Regions from separate parts of the Sus scrofa genome. Here all the other regions are linked to region 3. The links are chromatin contacts, called in public Hi-C maps. All regions are on one chromosome and are shown on one strand. The core of a region is the stretch at or near the end of the contact, and the rest is flanking DNA. Distances in the headings are between cores, read along the strand shown. Region 1 holds the start of PMVK (phosphomevalonate kinase). Region 2 holds the start of EFNA4 (ephrin-A4). Region 3 holds the start of CHRNB2 (neuronal acetylcholine receptor subunit beta-2).

Region 1 (3,275 bases), core at 720-3,219, 350 kb after region 3:
TGAGGAAAACTGACTCGCCCAAAGCTCCACTGCAAGTAACAAGGCCAATATTGGTAAAATAAAAATAGGAATTCCCGTTAGTTAACGAACCCAGCTAGGATCCATGAGGACGCAAGTTTGATCCCTGGTCTCCCTCAGCGGGTTAAGGATCGAGCATTGCCATGAGCTGTGGTGTAGATCACAGACATGGCTCGGACCCAGCACAGCTGTGGCTGTGGTGTTGGCTGGCAACTGTAGCTCCGATTTGACCCCTAGCTGGGAACCTCCATATGCCATGGGTGCGGCCCTAAAAAGACAAAAAAAAACATTAAAAAAGTAAAAACTTTTTTAAAAAGCCAGGATTTAGGTCCTGTGTCTCAACTAAGTGCCAAGAATTATTCCAAGCCCTTCATGTACATTATCTCATTTAACCCTATTACTGACTCCATTTTACAGATGGCAAAACTGAGGCACACAGTTCATAAGAAACTTGTGCAAGATCACACTCCAATAAGTGGTGAGTCAGGATTTGAATCCCAGCAGTCTAATTCCAGAGCCTGTGCTTCTGACCACTATTTGATTTCTGTGTTTGGGGGTGAAGAGAAACAAAACTTAGGAGAAAGTGGCAGACACTTAGTGGTGAACGATTCAGGTGGCAAACTCTGCCCTGGGCTTTTCCACAACCTCTTAGAACCCCCATGGTGCCCCAAAGCAACCTCCTGGTACCCCCACCACACTGGCCCTCAAGAGGACCTGGCTTCTGTGCTCTCCAGGGCCGCATCTCAGCAAAAGTGCTCCCACACCGAACATCTTACTTGGAGAGAAAACCTGAGCAAAAGGTATTATCTGGAGAAGCAGTGGGATAAAGCAGAAGGAATTCATTCCTTGGAGCTAGACTAAAGCTGAATTTGAGTCCTGGATCTGCCAATTACTTTGTGCTCCTGGCAAGTCTGGGTCTGGGTTTTGGGGTTTGCTTGCTTGTTTGTTTTTTTGCCATTTCTTGGGCTGCTCCCACAGTACATGGAGGCTAGGGGTCTAATCGGAGCTGTAGCTGCCAGCCTACGCCACAGCCACAGCAACGGGAGATCCGAGCCTCCTCTGTGACCTACACCACAGCTCACAGCAACACCAGATCCTTAACCCACTGAGCGAGGCCAGGGATCGAACGCGCAGCCTCATGGTTCCTAGTCAGATTCGTTAACCGCTGTGCCACAACGGGAACTCCTGTTTTGTTTTGTTTTGTTTTTTAACTTTTCAGAGTGTGGGTTTCTTCATTTGTGAAACGGAGATACTGACGAATAAGACCACACAGTACCTAACAAAGAAATTTTGAGAATTAAATTATATATCCATACAGTATTTGGCACACAATAAAGGCTCAAATAAACCCCAGGTCCTAGGTGATTGTGGGGCAAAGATTTGTCTTTGGAGTCAGACACACTGGGGTGTGGGCTGAGAAAATTCCTTTATTTGTGACTCAATTTCCTCATCTGTAACAGTTACCTGGCAACACTGTCTGGAAGACTGGGAGTGGTTTATAAAAAGTGCCTTTTTTATAACTTCTTTATGCTTCTTGGAGAGACCTAACAGCTTACAGCTTCTGGAGAGGTGGGCCCCTGGTTCTTTGAGGAGGGCTGTGTGTAGATTCTCTTCAACGTGATGGTGACAATCCTGCACCTCTCGCCGCCCAGGGCTCCCCCTGCCCAGCAACATGAGGACCCCCTACGCAAAGTACACTCTATCACACCCAAACACACCCCTCGTGTCACGTGACTGGGGATCTCCCCGGTCCTCCTCCGTCCCGGCCCCACGGACACCTGCTCTGCAGCGCCTCGGTCACGAAGTCCTTCCCGGATTTCCTCTTCCCGCTGAAAAGCAGCACCAACCGCGGGACGCTTCCCAGGGGTGCCATGGGGCCGCTACGCTTTGCGATCCCTACAGCGGATCCTGAACCCTTACCCCTTAAATCGAGCCACCCGGCACAGAATGGACGCGGCCACTGGATGGAGCGGCAACAAGAAGGGGTTCCGCCCGCCCGTCTTCTCCATGGCCGTGGAGAGGATGGTCAACCTGCACAAGTGCTTCTGTGCCTTTACACTAAAGCCTACATAAATGGACTGTGGAGAGAAAGAAGGTTAAGTCCCTGGGCAGCTTTCTCCCCTAAAGAAGCTCCCCTGCCAGAACTCATTTGGAACAGTCCAACCCGCCCAGACTCTAACGTCACGGCCTCGCCTTCTGAGCTGACGCTCGTGACACGTGAGGGGGCGGGAATTGGACGCGACTATTTTCCTCCGAGGAGGAGTGACATCTTAAAATGTCCGAAGTGACCCTCACGCTGTCTTCCACACCGTCCTAAAAAATTGTGAAAAAAAAGAATAAACGTGTTCATATTGCAGACGTTTTCAAAACTGCCTTTTTATCTGTGCATTTTAATGTACGTGTAAAGCCAATCCTTATATGCCCCACAGTGAAAATGGGTGTTTCTGGAGACGAAACCTGGCGAGGACTCGAGAGGTGTGTCTGGTGACGTCATGCTGGGGGTGGGACTTAGTCAAAAGACCTGATTTTATTGTTAAGCCGGTTTGAAAACCGGAGGGGTCGATGTGTTCGACCCTTTAAGGCCCGCGAGAAAATTCTCATCGCTTTTCTAGCCGCATCCTTCACTCCAAAGATTTTCGGAATCCACAGAGCTTGGAATGACTATAGAATAAGTTAAAAGGGGGCTTTGAAGCCACTTCTGGAAATTACCTAGTTTTATGTGGAGTCCAGCTCTCAGCCAGGAGTTCTAGGGGGAAAAATAAGGGATGCTGATCTGTCCCTTCCCTGAATTCCCAGTCCTGCCTCTGCTCCCAGCGGTTGACAGCCAGCCCGTTAAGCAATCAGAATTTCTTTTTTTTGTTTTATGTATTTAATTATTTTGCTTTTTAGAGCCGCACCGGGGCATATGGAAGTTCCCAGGCTAGGAGTGGAAGCAGAGCTGTAGCTACCTGCCTACACCACATCCCCAGCAATGCTGGGTCTGCGACCTACACCGCAGCTCGTGGCAACGCCAGATCCTTAACCCACTGAGCGAGGCCAGGAATCGTGGCCTCATGGATACTAGTCGGATTCGTTTCCGCTGAGCCACAAGGTGAACTCCTGCAAGTGGAGTTTCTTTAGCTCTGGCTCTGTCACAGCTGTCCGGTAGTTCTCTGAGCTTGTCAACACAGGGCCTGCGACCCATTACTGCCTCCATCTTACAAGCTATAAGGTCATGTGCAGAGAAATGAGATGGAAAGACCTTCTTTGAGAGAAAC
Region 2 (3,321 bases), core at 104-2,603, 480 kb after region 3:
TACCTCTGACCTCTTCTGAGGTTCTGCTGCCTCCAACCTGGACTTAGGACTTCAACAGGCGGACCCGACCGCCGGAGTCCCCCTCGACGACTGAAGTAGCTGGAGCCTGGACGCTACGGAGCAGGCATCCTAAGACCAGGCACCTACTTGCACTGTCGAGCAGCACCCTGGGGACCCACCCATGCAGTGGCAGCTGGTGGTTGGGGAGGGGCTGGGCGCTGGACGGGGCTGAGGGAGGTGCACGTAGCCTGTCTCTGCTCAGCCGCAATAAACGTAAGGTCTTGGGAGCGCGCCTTGAAGTTTGTCTGCTTAAGGAAGGAGGGTCTCCCATGCCACGATTCCAGGTCTGGCCGCCAGGAGACGCTGCCGCCCCAGACGAAGTCCGGCCCGCAAGAGTCCCAGGCTGGGTTCGCAAGTGTCCCCGGGCCGCTCGCGGCTCGTTTATGCCCAGCCTGGGATGACTCTCTGCACAGTTCAGTACCACAAAGGGGGTTGTACGCTCTCTGCCGCCCCCAGTCGCTATGTCCTTGCCCCCAACCCTGCGCGGCCTCTGGCGGCGGCCATCGACAAACCGGCCAAGCTGTTGGATCCGCCGTCCCCACCCTCTGACCAGTGGCTGGGAAAAATGGAATTGGCTGGTGCTCTCAGAGCCCCGGAGCTGGGGCGGGGCGGGGCGGCGGCTCCCACGATCCCAAGGCCGCACACCTGCCTCTCCTCTCCCCCGCCCCCACCTGAGGGTTCAGGAACAAAGGTGCTTTGTACCGGCCGCAACCACCTCATTATTTCGTCTTTGAGACTGGGGCCTTCCTTCACCGAGAACGAAGGTGTGGAGCGGGAAGGGACAGGCGCCGACTCCGAGACGAGCATCAAGCTCGCCACCTGAGGCTCTGTGGGGGTGGAGGGAATGTCCCAGGAGGCGATTTGTCCCTTCCCCTCGCGCTGTCCCTACGTATGCAAAGAAAAACGAGCAATGGTGCCTAAGATGGCTGGACAAGCTTGGTGGATCCTTGCCCGTGTCTCACTTGCCTCTTTCTGAGCAAAAAGCATGGGCACATATTTAAATATTCCAAAGATTTAATAGGGTTTTCTATTCAGTAGTAATACAGACATGAAAGACACGACCTCCCTAAAACAACTCCTAGACAGTGAACTAAGCCCCTCCACGCCGCCCTCTCGAAATGCAGTCCAGCCTTAGCGAGAGTTTGGTAAGCGGGCGGCGCGCCACGGCGCACAGAAGGTTAATCAGAGTTGGCTTTGAATGAAGAGGCGGAGACGCGCCCCCATTGGTGGAAAGTTATCTGGAGGCCGGGCCTGTGTGTCGGCACCCCACCCCCCTACCCGCAAAGCCCCCCCACACCCCCCTCCTCTGCACTTTGTACCTTTCTCGCCGCGACTGCGAAGCGGGCCGGGACAGGCCGGGCCAGACTAAACCAGACCCCGGGGGCGATGCGGCTGCAGCCCCTGCTGCGGACTGTCCTCTGGGCCGCGCTCCTCAGCTCCCCTCTGAGAGGGAGCTCTGGTCTCCGCCACGAGGTCTATTGGAACTCCAGTAACCCCAGGTAGCCGGGCCGAACCCGGCGAAGGGCGAGCCGGGCCTGCGCGCGCCCGGCGCGGGCGCGCGCCCGACACTCGCTCTGTGCGCGGCGCCGCTTGAGCTTGGCCGCGCGCTAGGGCTCCTTTGTTTGAGCCGGCGGGGGAGGAGGGAGGGGCGAGGCGTGCCCGGGGCCCCCCACCCCCGCCTGCACGCTTTGGGGGGCGAGCGGAGGACCCCGGCCCAGAGGGCAGTCGGTAGGGTCTCGGAACCCGGAGCTTGGGGGCCTCGGCCGGCACTCCGAGCCCCGCCCCCCTCACTTCTCTCCCGCGGATCCCCAGCCTCGGTCCCACTCCGCTCCGGGCGGGCTGACTTGAGAGGGAGGGTGGGGGCTTTACTTTTGTGAAAGCGCGTTACTCTTCTGGTCGCTTGGCCTCCCCCTTGGCGCTCGCTCTTTCTCCTGATTTCATCTGGCAGTGCTGCTTTCATCTCGGTCATTATTAGTCCTTCTATTTCTGTGCAGTCTCGGCCCTGCCCTTCTAGCTGAATCACCTTTGGGCAAGCCGTTTGACCTCCCTAACCTCGCTTATCTCATCTGTAAAATGGGCTAATAACGCCTAGTACCCTGGGAAATCAGGCGGACCAACTGAGATCATGTGTGTGAAAGAGGTGCAGGCTGTACAGATATAAACTATTATTTCTTTCTCTTTCCTGAGCTGTCTGCCTTTGAACCTCGATATTTTTTCCTGTTAAATCCTCCTCCCCAATTCTCCCTGCTGCTCTGATGTCTCCATCTGTTTTCCTTTCTGATTTTCTACTTGAGACAATCTGTGACTCCGTTTGTTCGCTCACTAACATTTATTAAAAGTGTATTGTGTTCCAGGACCCGTGCTAGGGTGCTGGGGATTAGAGAGAAGACCTAGGCTCTGTCCTCTGGGAACCCAAAGGACCCCTGGGTGAGCAGGCTTCAGGACAGGTCAGGACAATACCAGTACCATGCGATAAAATCTGTTGTTGTCCTCCGAATCTGAATTCCTCTCTCTGTTCCAGACCACTGCCTCTGAATCACTTCGAGGACTTAGTAAAAACTCAGGTTCCTAGCCCTTAACTCTGAGGTTTCTGGCTCATTCGTTCAATCCACAAATATGTATGGAGTGCTGTCCTTGTGCTAGACACTTTTCCAGGCACTGGGGATCCCTTGGAACAAAACATACAAAGGCCCAGCTAGTGTTCTAGGAGGTCTGAGCTGAGCCCAGGAATCTGCATTTCTAATCAGAACTCCTGATGCAGGTGGTCCTGAGACCACCCATTGAGAGAGGGCTGGGGCCTTTGGTGAGGCGTGCTGGGCTGTGTCTGGTGGGGAGGGAGGGAAAGTGGTTCGCACGGTATTTGATCCTGGGGGGCAGGGCAGCCTGCCCCAGACCTTCCCACCTGTACTGGCTCCCCCTGGGCATCTCCCAAGAGGTGAAATCTTTTTCCTGAGGAAATCTTTTCTCCTGAGGAGGCCAAAGATTGGGGGATATGTGGATGGGGCTCCCCTCCATGTCTGGCACTTCCTTGTCCTGGCAAAAAAAAAGGAGGTTCCCACCATCCGCTCTCATTCTTTTCCTTTCTTCCTTCCTTGCCTTTCTTTTTCTTTCTTCCCCTCTCTCTCTTTCTTTTTTAACTATGGCGTTCTTTTTAGCATTGAACTGTGGTCTTTTTTTTTTTGTCTTTTTGCCTTTTCTAGGGCCGCTCCCGTGGCACATGGAGGTTCGCAGGCTAAGGGTCGAATCGGAGCTGTAGCCACT
Region 3 (3,749 bases), core at 528-3,027:
GAATCCTCATGGATGCTGGTTGGTTTCGTTTCCACGGTGCCACCACCGGAATTGCCAGGACTAGGTCTTTTTGATCACTGCATCCTCAACACCTATATAATAATACCCCAAAAATGTGGTTCTAAATTTTTGAAGGGAGGGTCTTCTTCCCACTTTGAACCCTCTTCCCAGGTGGAGTGACTTCACACATTCCTTCCCTTTTCCTTAAGCTTTTATTCTCTGCTTCTTTCATTGGTTCTAAGACTTCTTGAATTCTTAAGAGATTATTACATGTTATGCACGCATGTGCTCTGGAGCTTGTGGCTACTTCCTCATGCACCATGGGGTCCCTACTCATCCCACATCGTCTCCAGTCCTTTGCTGATCCTCGTCTTGCTTTTCCTTCTCAATTCCAGAAGCTAAGTACATATTAAATATGTGGCTTTTACATGAGCTTTTAGAGAGGAATTCTCCTCTACATGTTAAAAGATGTCTGTCCAGTACCAGTCCTTTTTCCTAATTTGTGGAGTCCTCACAATATGCCAGGCACTGCGGCTGCTCGTTCATGATCTAGCAGGAGAGACGGCTATCACCTTAGACTGATTTGTTCACTCATTGAACATCCTCTAGAAACATAGAGCAGGGCACCTGACCTAATCTTTGGTCGGGCACAACTTCCCAAAGGAACTGATATTTCTGCCAGATGTTCACAGCTAAGTAGAAGGTGGCAGAAGGAAAACAGGTGATAAAAGGATCAAGGGAACTACATGTTTAAAAGGCCCTTAGGTGTGGAGGATGGGAGGATCTTAAAGACATTGCCAATAGGAGTATGGGGCTGGGGGTAGTGGCCCAGAGGAGGTGGAAGAAATAGGCAGAGCTGGAATGAGACAGAGCCTTGATGTATGATAAGACTGCTTTAGTCAGGAATCTTTTGGTTGAAAGTGACAAAATCCACCTAGGAAAAAAAGGAAGCCTTTATTGGCTCAGAAGCTAAAAGTTCAGGGCTTTCAAGATCAAAGATGTCATTGAGTTTTGACACCTCTCTCTGTCTCTGTCTCATCTTTGCTCTCCTTTGTGTTAGCCTCATTCTTGGGCTGGCCTCTGTGAAATCATTCTCTGATCCCCCTTGTCATACAGAAGCCAAAGACTGGAGAGGCAGGGAATTCGATGAGAAAGGCTAATTGATAAGGGCCACTTACCCTTCCATTCTTGAAGGTCGCCTTCTTTTCAGGCAGTGTCCACAGGGCCCACCTTAGATCCCCTGCGGGAGGGCAGAAAGCTTGGCCTTTTAGGAAGATTATGGGGGCAGAGAAGGGAACAGGTGAGGGGATCCTGTTTCCAGACACCAAAATTGTTCGCTTTCTTAAAACAGCATATCTACACCCCTCTATCACTTTCTCTGGGGGCCTAAAATGCATTTTCTTGGCTGCATCCTCAGCCTTCCCAGGAAGCAAGATCATTTGAGAAAAAATGATCTTGAGAGAGAAAAGAGGAAAAAGAAAAGGGGGGGTACCCCAGAAATTCCTGCCTCCTCATTCTGGCCCTCGATCCCCGGTGCTTAGAGGGTCCTGGCCTATTTGTCTTACTCGCTTTTTCCTCCAGAAGCTTTTCAGACCCCTCCAGGTCTGGCTCCAACTTTGGGGCTTCAAAACTCCTCCGCCGTCCCGTGAATCTTCCGTCTTCCGCCTCACGCACACCCTAACCAAGCAGGACCAACAGGAGAATACCCCACGCAGAGACCCCTTTTATTCTGAGCTCAGGCGCTTCCGCCTCCGGGGCGGAGACTCCTCCCCCCCCCCCCACCCAATTGTATTCCGAGGAAGAGCAGCCGGAAAAGCCTCCGCCTGCTCAGCCCAGGATAAGCGAGAAGCTAGTTGCTTCATGCAGCCAGCTCGTTGAGCCCCAGGAACCTCCGTGACGGCCGGCACGGCAGCACCCAAGGCCGCAAGCACAACCTGGGCTCAGCTCCAGCTGGGGGCGGGCGGGGCGGGGCGGGGCGGGGAGGGATCGGCTTCAGCACCACGGACAGCGCTCAGCCCGCGGCCCTCCAGCCTGCGGCGCGCTCCCACCACTTTAGGCGAGCCGGCGAGCTATGCCAGAGGCATGGCCTGGCGCTCTGGCCCCATGGCGCTGCTCCTCAGCATCGGCCTCCTCGGGCTGTGCTCAGGTAAGGACAAGTTTCCGCGCCCTGTCTCACCCGGGTCAGGCTCGAAGGTGGAAGGGAGGGATCCCTAAAGCGGGGAGTCTACTGGGGATTATAGGAGAGAACCTCTGGACTGCAGGGAGTACCTGGGAAACTGAACTGGGAGGAGGACAAACCCAAGTGATGCTGGGAAGAGACGGCAACCTGGGCAGTGATGGTGGGGAGGGGGTGAAAACAGAGAGGAAGGAGGGAGGCGTGTCGTCGTTCCCCCCCTCCCCCCGCTTTCTGGGGTGGCAGGAAGGGGAGACTCTGTAGCTGAGATGCCATTTGGCTTCTTGTGAAACATTATATCAAGAAAATGTACCTGGTTCAGCACCGTCCCTTGGCTCCCCATCATTTCCTGTCCTTCACGTTGAACTCCTGATCTTGCTCACTCCACAGAGGCAAGGCGGGAAGGGGAGAGAAGGACTTCTCAACTCCCTTGTAGGGTGGACAGGAGACTCGGAAGGGAAGAAGCTTTGCCAGGCTGAGAGCCAGGGAGGAGTCTCTGAGGGGTGGGATGCATTCGTGCAGAGTTGCAGAAGGCGATAGAGTGGGGAAGGAGATGGGCTTTCCATACCTGCCTGCAGTCTCATGAGAGGTGGGCTCCGTATGCATGGAACTGGGGACTAAATATATGCCCTGAACCATGGCTCTGGTAGCCAGTACCTTTGGGGGGAGAGGGGTGTCACAGTCACAGCCACATGTAGAGGCACATAGTGTTGCTTGCACACGTAGATGGGCACTGACTGAGGAAAGAGGCTGTGCGATGGGACATGAATAACTGTTCCCCTTCCACCATCCTCCAAAGCCTTCCTTGAACTATACGTATCTTCCAGGAGAAGCCATGGAGACAGAAATCTCAAGGCTTTTGAAACCATCCTCTGAGACCTTGCAGAAAGGGCAGGTCTCCACTAATCCTTGCAGAATGAGTTCTTATTTTATTTTTTAAATTATTACTATTTTTTTGGCTGTGCCTAGGGCATGGGGAAGTTCCTGGGCCAGGGATCAAACCTGCACCATAGCAGTGACTCAGGCCACTACAGTGACAACACTGGATCCTTAACTTGCTGAGATACCAGGGAATTCCCAGGATGGGTTCTTAGTCTGGAGACGTGTGTGGAGGTGCTGTCTGGGCTCCTTGGTCGGTGGTCTTAGAGAGGGACGTCTCTGTGAGGGGCTTCCATGGGGTAACCTCCGCATTTTGCTATATCTTTAGGGATGGAGCACTGGGAAGCTATAGCCTCCTGTCTGGGCCTGGGTTGTCATACTTACCTAAGGAGAGTGGGATCCTGGGTGGGCCTACATACTTACCTCCTGCCCTCTTCCCCCCAACGCCCAGGAGTCTGGGGTACAGACACAGAGGAGCGGCTGGTGGAGCATCTCCTGGATCCTTCCCGCTACAACAAGCTTATCCGCCCAGCCACCAATGGCTCTGAGTTGGTGACAGTACAGCTCATGGTATCATTAGCCCAGCTCATCAGTGTGGTGAGTTGGGGGTCCTAAACTTTCTGCCCAGCTACTGACATCAGCAGAGCCAGACTGTGTTTGTGCTTATTCTTCTGGAGGTCCCAAGGCTTGAGGAAGT

The links. Hi-C and Micro-C count contacts between places; a contact is called where the count stands out from the background.
Region 1: a Hi-C map of liver shows a contact between it and region 3, with 4 times the contacts expected there. A contact is called at or near these places in 1 of 5 promoter capture datasets (fetal skeletal muscle), 5 of 47 Hi-C or Micro-C datasets (embryonic fibroblasts, fetal skeletal muscle, liver and 1 more) and 2 of 2 datasets of targeted methods (alveolar macrophages and skeletal muscle).
Region 2: a Hi-C map of liver shows a contact between it and region 3, with 4 times the contacts expected there. A contact is called at or near these places in 3 of 5 promoter capture datasets (fetal liver, fetal skeletal muscle and liver) and 3 of 47 Hi-C or Micro-C datasets (embryonic fibroblasts, liver and skeletal muscle).

What each region holds. Positions count from the first base shown.
Region 1 is chr4:94,860,362-94,863,636 of Sscrofa11.1, reverse strand. It overlaps PMVK (phosphomevalonate kinase), which reads right to left and starts at 1,969. Exons shown (of 5, transcript NM_001168416.1): 1 at 1,797-1,969. The coding sequence starts at 1,891.
Region 2 is chr4:94,733,610-94,736,930 of Sscrofa11.1, reverse strand. EFNA4 (ephrin-A4) reads left to right here and starts at 1,353. Exons shown (of 4, transcript XM_005663331.3): 1 at 1,353-1,559. The coding sequence starts at 1,447. ADAM15 (disintegrin and metalloproteinase domain-containing protein 15) reads left to right here. Exons shown (of 21, transcript XM_001929336.5): 21 at 1-290. The coding sequence ends at 9.
Region 3 is chr4:95,209,112-95,212,860 of Sscrofa11.1, reverse strand. It overlaps CHRNB2 (neuronal acetylcholine receptor subunit beta-2), which reads left to right and starts at 1,777. Exons shown (of 6, transcript XM_003125722.4): 1 at 1,777-2,146; 2 at 3,504-3,649. The coding sequence starts at 2,083. It overlaps LOC110260318 (a long non-coding RNA gene), which reads right to left and starts at 1,702. Exons shown (of 3, transcript XR_002343431.1): 1 at 1,566-1,702; 2 at 1,179-1,264.